3 separate regions of the Mus musculus genome follow, and regions 1 and 3 are each linked to region 2. The links are chromatin contacts, called in public HiChIP or PLAC-seq maps. All regions are on one chromosome and are shown on one strand. Each heading gives the region's core, a stretch centred on a gene start, on an enhancer-like site or on the middle of the called end of the contact. The rest is flanking DNA. Distances are from core to core; before and after follow the strand shown.

Region 1 (3,873 bases), core at 441-2,940, 420 kb after region 2:
CTAGTTTGCCTGCCAATTTCTCTGATGAACATACTCCCACTAAGGCTGACCTGAAGCTACTAAGTGGTTTAGAAAGCAGCTTTCAAGTTTCTGAAATTCTAACAATGGGCTCTTGGGCATCCTGCATGGTAGGAGCTGACCCAGCACACGATTGCATCTTATGAAGTTAGTTCTCCTGGCTCTGATACTAGCCGGCTTCTGGTGTCATGCTTGCTCATAGAACTTATTTTATAAATCTAAAGGATTGTCCAAAGGACCTTGAGAGAATAGGGCTTCCTTGGATGTTTGCTGATTGGCTCTAAAGCTGGGCAACCTCAGCTCTGATTGGCTCTAAAGCTGGGCAACCTCAGCTCTGATTGGCTCTAAAGCTGGGCAACCTCAGCTCTGATTGGTCTAAAGCTGGGCAACCTCAGCTCTGATTGGCTCTAAAGCTGGGCAACCTCAGCTCTGATTGGCTCTAAAGCTGGGCAACCTCAGCTCTGATTGGCTCTAAAGCTGGGCAACCTCAGCTCTGATTGGCTCTAAAGCTGGGCAACCTCATGTTTTGCGATTTTCCTGCTGTTACTCTTCAGACTCTCTCCTTTCAACTTCCTGTTTATACCTCTTGCCTCCTGATACCCTGACCTAAATGGCAGCCAAAAGGCAAGCGGGTTTGGTGACATGGTCCACGGGAGTCAGACATGCCCAAGGGAATAGACCCATTCAGTCTGTAGGTAAAGTGTTGAATGAATGAGCAAAGGAATGTAGAAAGAAGCCACAGGTTTTGAACAGTGGGAATGCCTGTGTCAGCTTCCAGCCTTCTCTTCTGGCTTGGTACCCAGAATCGCGTCTACTGAATCCTCCCTCCCTGTCTACACAGCCAGCACCTTTGGTCTGGATTCTATTTTAAATCCATAAGTGAGGTAATTTGGTTTGACAACAGAAGCACAGATGGAGTCACAGAGTGCTGGCCTCCAAGGCAGACGACGCATCCATTCATCCCGCTAGGACTGCCATCATCAGTGACTCAGTGATACGTGTAGTCTTGTGTCAGGCCAGGCCAGGCCAGAATGTCCTCCTGCAATGTCCATGTGCGCAGAGTATTCTCTGCCAGGCGCAAGAATCCTTTGGGCAATTCAGCTTCCATGTGTCTGTGAGGCCGGAAGCTCTGCTTGCCAGAGCAGCGTGTCAGTGGAGAAAGGGTTAGGCCCGCTAATGGCGGCACTGACTGAACATGACGGACCGGATCTCTGCCAACTTTGTGGGGTTCACACAGTGCACTTTGGGATCTGTTCCTTATACTCCAAACTGTAAAGAAGAACCGAGGAGAACTCTTGCTTCCATAAAAAATGTGCAAGCTACGGTTCCTTAAAGAACTGTGACTTAGAAAGCAGAAAATATAGCTTAGAAAGCAAATGAAAGTCCCCTGTGTAGTCATGGCTCAGCTTAGATGAGCAGCTATTAAATGTGAGCAAATGTGAAACTGTCATTGTGTTCGTTCACTGAGGTGCTTGTTGTAGTAATTAGCCTACCCAGACTGATAGATTCTGTGTGTGTGTGTCCATCTGTCTGTCTGCGTGTCTGTCTGTCTGTCTTAGATCCTTAGAGGTTAGAGAAGTGGAAGGTGGGGGTTGGTATGGTACCAGAAGGAATATTCTAGAATGGAATGTTGCCTGGAGAGGGTATCTTATTTGCTCACTGGTTACATTGCATAGAAGGAGAAGACGTGGAGCCTTATGGAGGGAGTGGTTAGTATTTTCCTTATCTTCTCCCCTAGAGTCTGGCCTTGAAGGGATTTGAAGGATAGGCATGCACATTTGCTCTGGCTTAGTAAGTAGATGGTCAGCCATGTTCAGGCCCAGTGGGTAGCAGTCTGGGAACAGAAGGGAGCCCAGGGAGGAGTTGGACTCTCCTGCTCCCAGCAGGCTTGGGAGAGGGTGAGTTATGTAAGGAATTTCCTGCTTTGAATCACGATGCCAATAACCACAGCTCAGCAGGTTCGTCTCCTGGCCACTGTCCGTGATTTTCCAAAAACACCTCTGAAAACATTCACATTTGTCCTTAACAGCCCTGGACCAGTTCGTTAGCGAATCTGATTTGGGGTAAGAAACTTACAATGGATTTATTTTCATCCACAATCAAAATGGAAGGGAATCTTCCTTTTCTCCCTTTTGAATTTGGAAACTCTGGGGAGGAATTTTTCCAGTAAGAACAAGAGGTGGGCGGGGGTCGGGAGAGGTCAGAAAAACACTTGAGAGCCCTGGCAGGTATGGGCTGATGTGGGATGGCACTGTCTGGCTGTTTACACAATGTTGTGGCTTTTATGTGCTGAGGATGAGCCCAGCCTAGGGAAAGGACAGTTCCAGACCAGGACTAGCTCTGCCTGCTATTGGGCTGGGAGCCTTGAGTTCAGGGGCTTCCACCAGCTCCTTAGCATCCCAGGGAACCATTTCCTCCCAGACCTTAGTAAAGCCAGGTGGGTGGCATGCCACCTTGAATCCAGAGGTGCACTGGATGGACTGTGGTCCCCAGAAGACATGTGTGGGGTGATGTTTAGGGGAAAATAGTTTCTAAAGCAGGATACAGGGACCTGAGTGCCTTGAGCAAAAGCTCTTTAGCAGCCTCCTCGACATCTCTTTGTTCTCTATTCTTTTCTCCTGAGCCCACAAAAGAGAGATCAGTAGAGAGCAGGGACTAGCTTCCACAGGAGAGGAGTGGAGGAGGAGAAAGATCAAGGGTGAGCCCAGAGGGACTGGGGCAGAACTGGTGCCTCCAGCATCCTGTACAAGGTGTTTTGATTGCAGTCTGCCGACCTCACCTTAGGAGATATATTAGGTATTTTTTCCCCAGCTGTGACCAAATACCCAACAAGAAGCAACTTAAAGAAGGAAGGTCTTGGTTTGGTTTATTATGGCCAGGAAGGCATGATGGCAGGGGGTGTGGCTGGTCACAGGCACTGACAATCAAGAAGCAGAGAGATGAATATTGGCCTCATTAGTTGTTTTCCTTTTTAGATTTATTTATTTATATGTGTGAGTGTTTTCCTGCACTCACGCACACACACAGCACATGCCACGTTAGTGCCTGGTATCCAGGAAGGCCATCAGATCCTTTGGAACTGGAGTTGCAGATGGTTGTGAGCCAGCCTGTGCGTGCTGGGAACCAGACCTGAGCTGTCTGTAAGAACAGCAGGTGCCATTCAACCGCTGAGCCATCTCTCTAGACAACCCTTTGTTTTTATTCAGTTAGGAACCCCAGTCCATGGAATGGTTCAACTCACAGTTAGGATGAACCTTCCTATTTCAATGGATCTAATCTAGATCATCCCCTACAGACAGGCCCAGGGGCTTGTCTCCTCAGTAATTCTAAATCCTGCCAAACCAACAATGAATATGGATCACGGATCACTCCTGTAAGCGATTGGTGGGTGCCGGTGTAAGATGCTTGGTCCTACAAATGTAGTAATTCTGATTTCGGGCTGTTCAGTGCTTATGGCTTGGCAGATCCTCATAGGTTAAATGTGCATTATCATTCAAATAATTGCTTGCTTTTCTTTGCACGTCCAAGGATGCCTCCTCTGGGATGGAGTGAGATGCTATGCCGCACTTAGGTTCAGCCTGTAGCAGCAGGATTAGACAAACATACAAATCAGGATAAGAGCAAGGTAGGATGCAGTGCAGGACCCAGAAAGTGCGCCTGATGGAGGAGCTTTGGAGGAAGACCAGGTCCTTGGCTCCACTGTGGGCTTTGTTCTTCCTACATCCCTAGGAGGAGCTGATGCTGATTTTCATGGAGGCAAGAGAGTAAGTTACTTAACCCACTTTCTGGTACTACCACAGAATACCTGAAGCTGGGTAACTTATAATGAGAAGAAAAATATTTTGGTTCGGGGAG
Region 2 (4,032 bases), core at 340-2,839:
TGCCACACAAGTTTACATGCTTAAAACCAAAAGGACATAGAACTGGGGAAAACCAATCAGATGATCTCTACAGATCATAAGACACTGGGGATGGGGAAACAGTCAAAAGCAAGAAGTACCTGGATTGTGTAGACAAGATAAAAGCGGAACAGGCTGGTTTTCAGTTTGTTGATGGTAGGTCGATAGATATCCTCCAAGCGGCTGAAGAGCCTGCGTTCCAGGTAGCTCCAATAATCCCGAAGGGCAGCCAAGTCGTAAACCTGCATCAACTGTTGCAGCTGGTCCACAATCTTGTCCACCTGAGGGGAGACAGACAGAAGGAAATTCTCACCTCACTATACATCGTATAGTTTCATCTTCTTCCTATGGCTCCCAGATGTAAAAACATATAGTCCAGTTGGCAATCTATAAAATCCCCAAGATATGTTAGCATACTAGCTTTCAAGTTATTTTCTCATGCTAGATACAGGACTTGGTGCTCTGGCAAGCTCGGAAATTCCAGAAAGCAAGAGCTTTGGCTCCAGGTGTTGAGTCTCCTTGACCAACTTGGCAATGTCACTTCAACAGCAGTCTTGATTGCCTCACACTGTAAAAATAAGTAAGAGCCAATGAGCCAGAGACAATTGCCAGGGTCCTCGTCCCAGCTCCACAGTTTCTGAATTCCAAGAGACACAGTGATTACTGGCTCCCTGCGGGTCATCAGAGTCCCACCTGAGCCTCAGTGGCTGCTGCCTTCAGTCAAAGACAATCACACCATGACAGTGTTTTGAATACCACTGCTGTCTGGAGTAGGGAAATGCTTTGCTTTGCCACCAAGCAACCAATAAACTCGAAAGGTAGAAACCAATATCCTAACTTCCTTCTGATGCGCCAACAACTAGCTCACCACCTCCCTCAATCCATCTGCCCAAGACCAATTTAACTCTGTACGTGCAAACATACAAATCATAAGCAAAGAAATCCCAAGCGCCTCTCAGTGGAAACTAGTATCAGAGAACTTTGTGCTTCAAAGCAGAAGGGAATCTTCCAATGATTCCCTGATGCCATTCTTACAATCTACCTCCCAGACCTGAACCCAGTCTTCTGGGCGCAGCCCCCTTTGCTCCCGCTTCTTCCATCAAAATTCAGACTTGCGCTCAACCATGGCTCTTAAAGTGTTGTAACCACGCCGGCCAGCCATTGGCTAGCACCTGCTGAGAGGCTGGCATGGAGTGAAGCCCTGTACCGGGAACCAGGGACCTGAGTCCCGATGCTCCTGACTCACTCACTGAGCAACTTCGGGCATGTCACGACCATCTCCGGCCCTCAGTTCCTCCTATGTCAAGCGAGGGCCAGACCGGAGACGCCTTCAGTCCCCTACCATGCAGTGACAGCGCCGCCCTCGCCCCGGAGGGCAGGGTTGGAGCAGGAGGCCCGCCCCCCGAGCCGCCTCCGCCGCCCCTGCCGACCCCTCACCCGGAACCCCTTCTCTTTGTCCGCCTTGATCTCCGCATCCAGCTGCCGCAGTGTGTGCGTGAAGCCACGGAAGAGCAGGTACTCCCGGACCAGCTCGTCTGTGCGCTCCACCGCCTCCGCCATCGCTGCGCGCGCGCGCTGCAAAAGACCCGAGCCGCTCAGGGCGGAGGGGCGGGGCTTGGAGCGACGGGGCGGAGCCTATCTCGGGCGCCTCGTACGTCACGCCACGCCCAACCTACCAACCTTGCGCTCCGCCCCGCCCCGCAGGCGCCCCGCCCATCTCCCCCTGTAGCCCCGCCCCTCCCTACTCTCAGCCAGCTCCCGGGCGTCTCGGCTTGCTGAAGTTTTCTGGTGATACAGAGTGTGTCCTGAGTTGCTAACACTGATGCCTCGATCCAAGTAAAGTAAAGCTGGACCTTGCGAACCTTCCACATATTCACAGGGCGGGGAGGGAGTGATGTTCCCAGCTTATTGGCATGACACTGCAGAATCTTTTGTCCTCTATCCTCCTCTTACAAAAGGAGAAAACTCGAGCCCCAACAGGTAAAGTGGCCAGTGTGAAGTCAACTCATAAAAGTCCAGCTTGGACCTCTTTTCTTTTCTTTTCTTTTCTTTTCTTTTCTTTTCTTTTCTTTTCTTTTCCTTTCCTTTCCTTTCCTTTCCTTTCCTTTCCTTTCTTTTCTTTTCTTTTCTTTTCTTTTCTTTTCTTTTCTTTTCTTTTCCTTCTTTTTTGGCCAGGGCCTCACACACGCTAGGCAAGCACCCTACCGCTGAGCTGCTTTTGGGTTTTGTCACAGTCTCACTAAATTGACCACACAGATCTTGAACTTGCAATAAAAAAAAAATCCCCACCACCAGTCCTGTCTAGCCCTGAGTTCCTGAGTAAGAAGGGTAAACTATACCAACCAAGATGTACCACTTAGAGAAATTTTAAAAAAGGCAAGTTTCAGAAGGGTGTGACCTATGGTCCCAGTTTCTTGTTAGTTTTTTCAATTAATTGTGGTTTTGTGAACAGTTTTTAAACTCAGGAAAATTGTAAAACAACCTATATTTTATTCTCTGAAGGACTTCCAGTTCCTTTTGCCTTCTTTCTTTTTCTTGTTTAGAAAATTATTTGAAGTTTTTACAAGGCATACATACACATTTTGCCTTATTTCTTCATCTTTGAGAGAGCACTGATAATGTCCACCAGGCACAGTCATAATGACGATTTGATAAGATAGTGCATGAAGACCAGGCGTGGTGGTGTATACTCTGGAGACAGAGCTAGGCAGGTCTCTGTGAGTTCAAGGCCAGCCATTCTTAATTAAAAAAAAAAAAAAAAAGCCGGGCATGGTGGTGCACGCCTTTAATCCCAACACTCGGGAGGCAGAGGCAGGCGGATTTCTGAGTTCGAGGCCAGCCTGGTCTACAAAGTGAGTTCCAGGACAGCCAGGACTACACAGAGAAACCCTGTCTCAAAAACACCAAAAAAAAAAAAAAAAAGGCATCAAAAAGATCAAATTATTTATGTGTATACACACACACATACATACACACACACACACACACATACACACATGGGTGTGGGTATCTATGCCCTTGTGGGGGCCCAAAGAGAGTACTGGGTGTCTTTCTCCACTTTTTCCTTTAGAAACAGGGTCTCTCCCTGGAACTGGGGCTCTCATTTTCACGGCTAGGCTGGAGGCCAGCAAGCCTCCACAGTCCCTTATGTCTGCCCGCCTCAGAGCTGAGGTTATGCTTGTTTATAGGGACATCCAGCTTTATACATGGGTGCTAGGGCCCAAACTCTGATCTTCATGATTATGGAGCAAGCAGTCTTAACTACTGTGCCATCTCTCCAGCCTCAAGATTGTATTATATATATAAACATATAAATATATAAAATTATTTATATAGAATGTATAGTACATTGATTTTTATTATATTTATATATAATATAAATACATTTTATATAATATATTATTTATATATAATACATACATATATTATATATTATGCAATATATAATATATTATACAAGGTATAATATATATTTATATAATAGTTAAATATAAATTTTTACTTATATATTGTATAAATATAAAATATATTTTTTACATATTTATATTATATAATGAATGAGAAGCAGTCTCTCTGTGCCCTCTCATACACCCCTTGTTCAATCTGAAATGTCTTCAGGCACTCACATTAGCTGCCTTTTCTCCCTCCAGCGTTTGTTCAGATGTCATGTCTCAGTTTTTGTCTGCTTTCCTAACAAAGTGTCACGAACTGGGTGGCTTTGAAAGGACTTAGTTCTCATAGTTCTGGTGCCCAGAAAGTTAAAAATACAGGCTCGGCTGTAGCACAGATTTTAGGATCAAAGACCGGGTCCGTGTCCCCCCCCCCCCCCGTCCCCCGTCCCCCGTCCCCGGTCCCCCGTCCCCCGTCCCCCCCCCCCCCGCAGCTCTGTTGAGCTAAGTTCCATCCTCTATGGTATAATAATAATAATTAATAAGCAGAGAAAGGAGATTTGTTCAGCGTAGCCATCTTGAAAAGAGGAATGAATTTTTCTAAAGACCCAGTGGCCCACAGATC
Region 3 (3,909 bases), core at 422-2,921, 310 kb before region 2:
TTTCAAATCATTTATCTGGGATCAGAAAGAGGTTTCCCAAAAGAACAATTTTGAACATGGCTGTGCTCACCTGGTTGAGCTACAGTGAACTTGAAATGCAACATTAACAGTGTGGTTCCCACCAACAAGTTATTTATCTTGTGTGTCTGGGAAAGTACTCTCTCAGTTCTGGTTCAAGGATGCTTTAAGTCCAACTCTCCCTGGACCCTGTAGTCTTTGCTGTAACTTTTTTTTAGAGCTGTTTAGTAGAAGAAAGCAAGAAACACAGAGGAGGTAAGTTACCTCCCTAAGAAGTGTAGGGGGTCCATGTAGACACTTCTGGGTGACTGGTTAATAACTGGGGGCTGGAGAAGAAACTCACCCATGTGGACCGACTGCTTCCCAAGCATTCTCAAGGAAGCACAAAGGGCGGGGGCTGTTTCCTGAATAGAGACAGCTTCTTTGTCAGATCATCATTAATAGAGAAAGGCTTTTTCAGTCAGACTGCATGTGTTGATTAAGCTTCTGGACTTGTAATTAGCCAGGGGAAATATTTAAAACTTCTTGGTCGGTGATGAGACAGTATCAGTAATGAAACATGGATTTCGTGCTAAGCCCCAGGTCTGACAAACAGTAAGTATTCCATTTTTTTTAAAAGCTAAGTACCGACTGAATGAGTTCCAAAGACTACAAGACCACAATTGGATGCATGTGTGGGCCAGTGACCTGCATTGTAACTCAGCATCTTTCAGGGCTCCCCTATCACTGGCTTTCTAGAATGTTCTAGGACATCTGTGTCACCTGTGAGAGCATATGTGTCTATCTATACCTGCCCCAAAGCAGGTCCTGGATCTCTCTATGTCCTTCTCTGCACATTTGTTTTTACACATTTCTAGTACAATCTCCTTGTTGCCAAGACAGAAGAAAGAAAGGAAGATGGGTGTTGGTAGGAAATGCCAATAAAGCTCTCTCTTAAGCCTAGGACTCTATCTGCTAGCTTCTGGCCTCACCTTTTTTTTTTTTCCTGGCCAACATTATGTACTAAAAAGACTGATACATTTTATTTATACTTTTTGTCAGTTGTTCCCATAACACACATAGACATATTCTAGGCTAGAACTTAGCCTGTGCAGCCAGCCGCCCTGCTTCTTATCCACTTCAGATTTTTAACTCGTATAATAATGTAAATTTATTTTTATAATGAAACTGCTTTGCAAAGAAATACACTATTACGGCTTCTTCGACTAAAATGTCTCCTCCCACCCCCAGCCTCACCCCTGTAAGTGTGTCTAACTGTCCACTTATTGTCTCGTGGACTGTACTTTCTTTTTAAAGCTCTATTTGTGTTCTACAAGACAGCCTCTTTCTCCAAGATTAACGTTTCTTATGATTGTTCCTGACAATGGATCTGCTTCCAGGAGGCCCTGCTTAGGATAACCAAAAAAGGGCATGGAGCCGGCTGGTTTTGGCAGCCTGCTCACGGTTTCAAGCTTTTTAGGACTTGGTTTTTCTGATGAGTGATATCCTGAGCATGCCTAGGGAATGACAGGCATCTGCACGGGCAGACAGCATCACCTTGGCTAGGGTGTCGTCATTGGCTGCCTATTAGAAAAACTACAGGACAATGCATACCACCGCCTGCTGACTGTAAACATAGGGGGTATGTGTTCACTTAGCATGGACTTCTGGGAGGGGCCAAGGAAGGGCGGTCTGCAGTTTTATTGAATAGAGCAGTGTGCATTAGGCTGCCTGCCTGCCTGCCTGCCTGCTTGCTCTCTTGCTGGGTTGCTTAAAGGAATCCCTGCTTTCAGACAGCAGGACATCCCTCCTTGGGAAGAAGTTGCTGCCCTAGAGGTAAGAGACAAAGTCTTTCTTTCTCCGCCTTCAGGGAAGCTGGGGCTGCTCTACAGGTTTCAGGCAACATTCCTGGCTAAGGCTGCTGGATATGCAAAATCTTTCAAGGCAGGCAACAGACCACGTAAATTCTCAAAGCCAGCGCCTGGACTTCCTGACCTGTTCCCAGAAGGTCAATGTGATGAAACTTCAAGTTTTGTTTATAGAGATGGCACAAACGGTGTCATCTCCTGGTGACAGGATCAGGGAGCACCAGCGCGTTTGCCCAGGATGCGCTTTTGTTCCAAGGGGGATGTGGTCTGTACCCGGAATCCTCAGGCCAGCAGCTGTGAGAGGATTCTGTCCCTTTAGCAGTTTCTTTCCCATCTTTGGTCAGCAGACATTTAAAGAGGATTCAGGTTTTAATTAAAAAAATAACATCAACGGCTTTTTACGTTGTTAAGACAAAGAATGTTTGTTTTGTTTTGTTGTGGGTTTGGGTTTTTGTTTTAAGCTAATTTTAAGCTAAGTAATGGGTTCCTCTTACTCTGCTACCAGGATTTTAGAAGTGGGATTTCAGAGATGTAAAGAAATAAGGTCAGAGTTCTACCACTAGCACCAACTCAGCGAGTGCCGCTCATCTGTTATTTGCTGAAATAGAAGATGCCTGCCCTGTTTGTTTTCTATAAACCGGAGCAGCAAGAGAATGTGTGCATGAGTGGGCGTGTGTGTAGAAATCATGGGTAACTGCCTACCAAAATATTTCTTGAGAAATCTTCATTTCTGTTGGAAAGTATGCCCCCCGAGGGTCTGAAAAGATAGGAGCTGGAGGAACGTTCCAGAAAGGAAGGAAAGGAGCTCTTATTTCCAAACAGACGTATTTGGGCATCTCAGTCAGTAGCGCAAGTTGGTAGTAGTCGGTAATTCCTTTTAGAAAGAGCCGATTGTAAAGGGTGGGGGAATTTCAGTGCCATGGCAATCCATGGTCAGAAACAGAGAGCAAAGAGCTTGGTATTCCCAGATCCCTGCTGGCAACGAGGCTCTGCGCGTGGGGCTGTAAATGGAAGCAGCACAGTCCCTTAGTGTTAGGCAAAACCAGACACGAGAACTAGAACTTACTGAAGACAAGGTGCCCTGCAGAAGAAGAGTAAGTCTGAGCAGTTAAATAATAATACTCATAGTAAGCTCTAGCGTTCCCAGGTGGCTGCTTCCATTTATGTTTGCCATAGACTGCGATGCCTTGAGGTTGGGACTTGCTAAGGAATCCTTGTGTTTAGAAGGGTGGGGATTTCTTGAGAAGTGACACGTGAGAACAGACTGCCCTGTGAGTTTCTTTCCCTGGAATGTCTCTGAGGAAGTGTGTAAGTGTGAGGGGAAGGCTGCAGGCAATCGTTTGCTCTGCTCGACTACTGTCCCTCCTCCAAAGACATCAAGTTCCAAACTTTGTACGGGGGGGTGGTGGTGGTGGTGGGGTTAATGTCAATGAAAACATGGAAAGCAATTTCTTTCTCAAGTATTCTCTAAACCACGAAGGGAATGCAGTTTGGAAGGAAATCTATAATCTTGGATTTGAGGATAAATTCCACTTTGAAGCCAACATCCTGGAGTGGCTGAAAGTTCATTTTCTCTATGACCAGTTTCTCCCATCCCCCTCACATGCTCCCCACCCCCAATCACTACAAAATAACATTTTCTGGAATAATACCGAGTGTGTTCTCCTAACACAGAGTGAGGGGCTTCAGTTCATGGTGACTGTCAGGCAGTTCTTGATGCTACTTTCTCCCGGTGAAGAACAATCTGGGAGAGCTTTCCCCTAATAGGGAGGTAAGTTGAGCTCTGTGAAGCCACAGCCTGGGAACTTTGATTCCATTAAAACCATCTAATGAAAAACATAGGAGAAGCTCTGGGTGAAAAAAGAATTGCAGAAAAGAATAGATCTTAGAACACGTGAAGAATGTATGTACTTAACCAGTTTACAGGCTAAGTGTGGGGTTGTTAGCATTTTTGAAAGGCAACAGAATGTGCAGTTTAAAGCATCCAAATTGAAGATTGCATTAGGCATGTGATTTATTTTTACACCTCAGAGAGAGAGAGAGA

Evidence for each region. HiChIP or PLAC-seq counts read pairs in DNA pulled down with a chosen protein or histone mark.
Region 1: a FOXA1 HiChIP or PLAC-seq map of pancreatic cancer cells shows a contact between it and region 2. The contact joins the promoter of 1700065J11Rik here to the promoter of Wdr91 in region 2. A contact is called at or near these places in 2 of 39 promoter capture datasets (pre-B cells and stem cell-derived epiblast-like cells) and 1 of 115 datasets of contacts at active chromatin or transcription factors (pancreatic cancer cells).
Region 3: a contact with region 2 is called in an H3K27ac HiChIP or PLAC-seq map of extraembryonic endoderm stem cells, with 4 times the contacts expected there. The contact joins the promoter of Cald1 here to the promoter of Wdr91 in region 2. A contact is called at or near these places in 2 of 39 promoter capture datasets (the 3T3-L1 cell line and neural stem cells), 3 of 484 Hi-C or Micro-C datasets (embryonic stem cells and uterus), 5 of 115 datasets of contacts at active chromatin or transcription factors (embryonic stem cells, epiblast stem cells, extraembryonic endoderm stem cells and 2 more) and 1 of 9 other capture datasets (adipose tissue).

Annotation. Positions count from the first base shown.
Region 1 is chr6:35,329,156-35,333,028 of GRCm38.p6, forward strand. 1700065J11Rik (RIKEN cDNA 1700065J11 gene) reads left to right here and starts at 1,691. Exons shown (of 3, transcript NR_040526.1): 1 at 1,691-1,727.
Region 2 is chr6:34,909,242-34,913,273 of GRCm38.p6, forward strand. It overlaps Wdr91 (WD repeat domain 91), which reads right to left and starts at 1,590. Exons shown (of 15, transcript NM_001013366.1): 1 at 1,456-1,590; 2 at 120-299. The coding sequence starts at 1,578.
Region 3 is chr6:34,596,833-34,600,741 of GRCm38.p6, forward strand. Cald1 (caldesmon 1) reads left to right here and starts at 1,672. Exons shown (of 14, transcript NM_001347100.1): 1 at 1,672-1,833.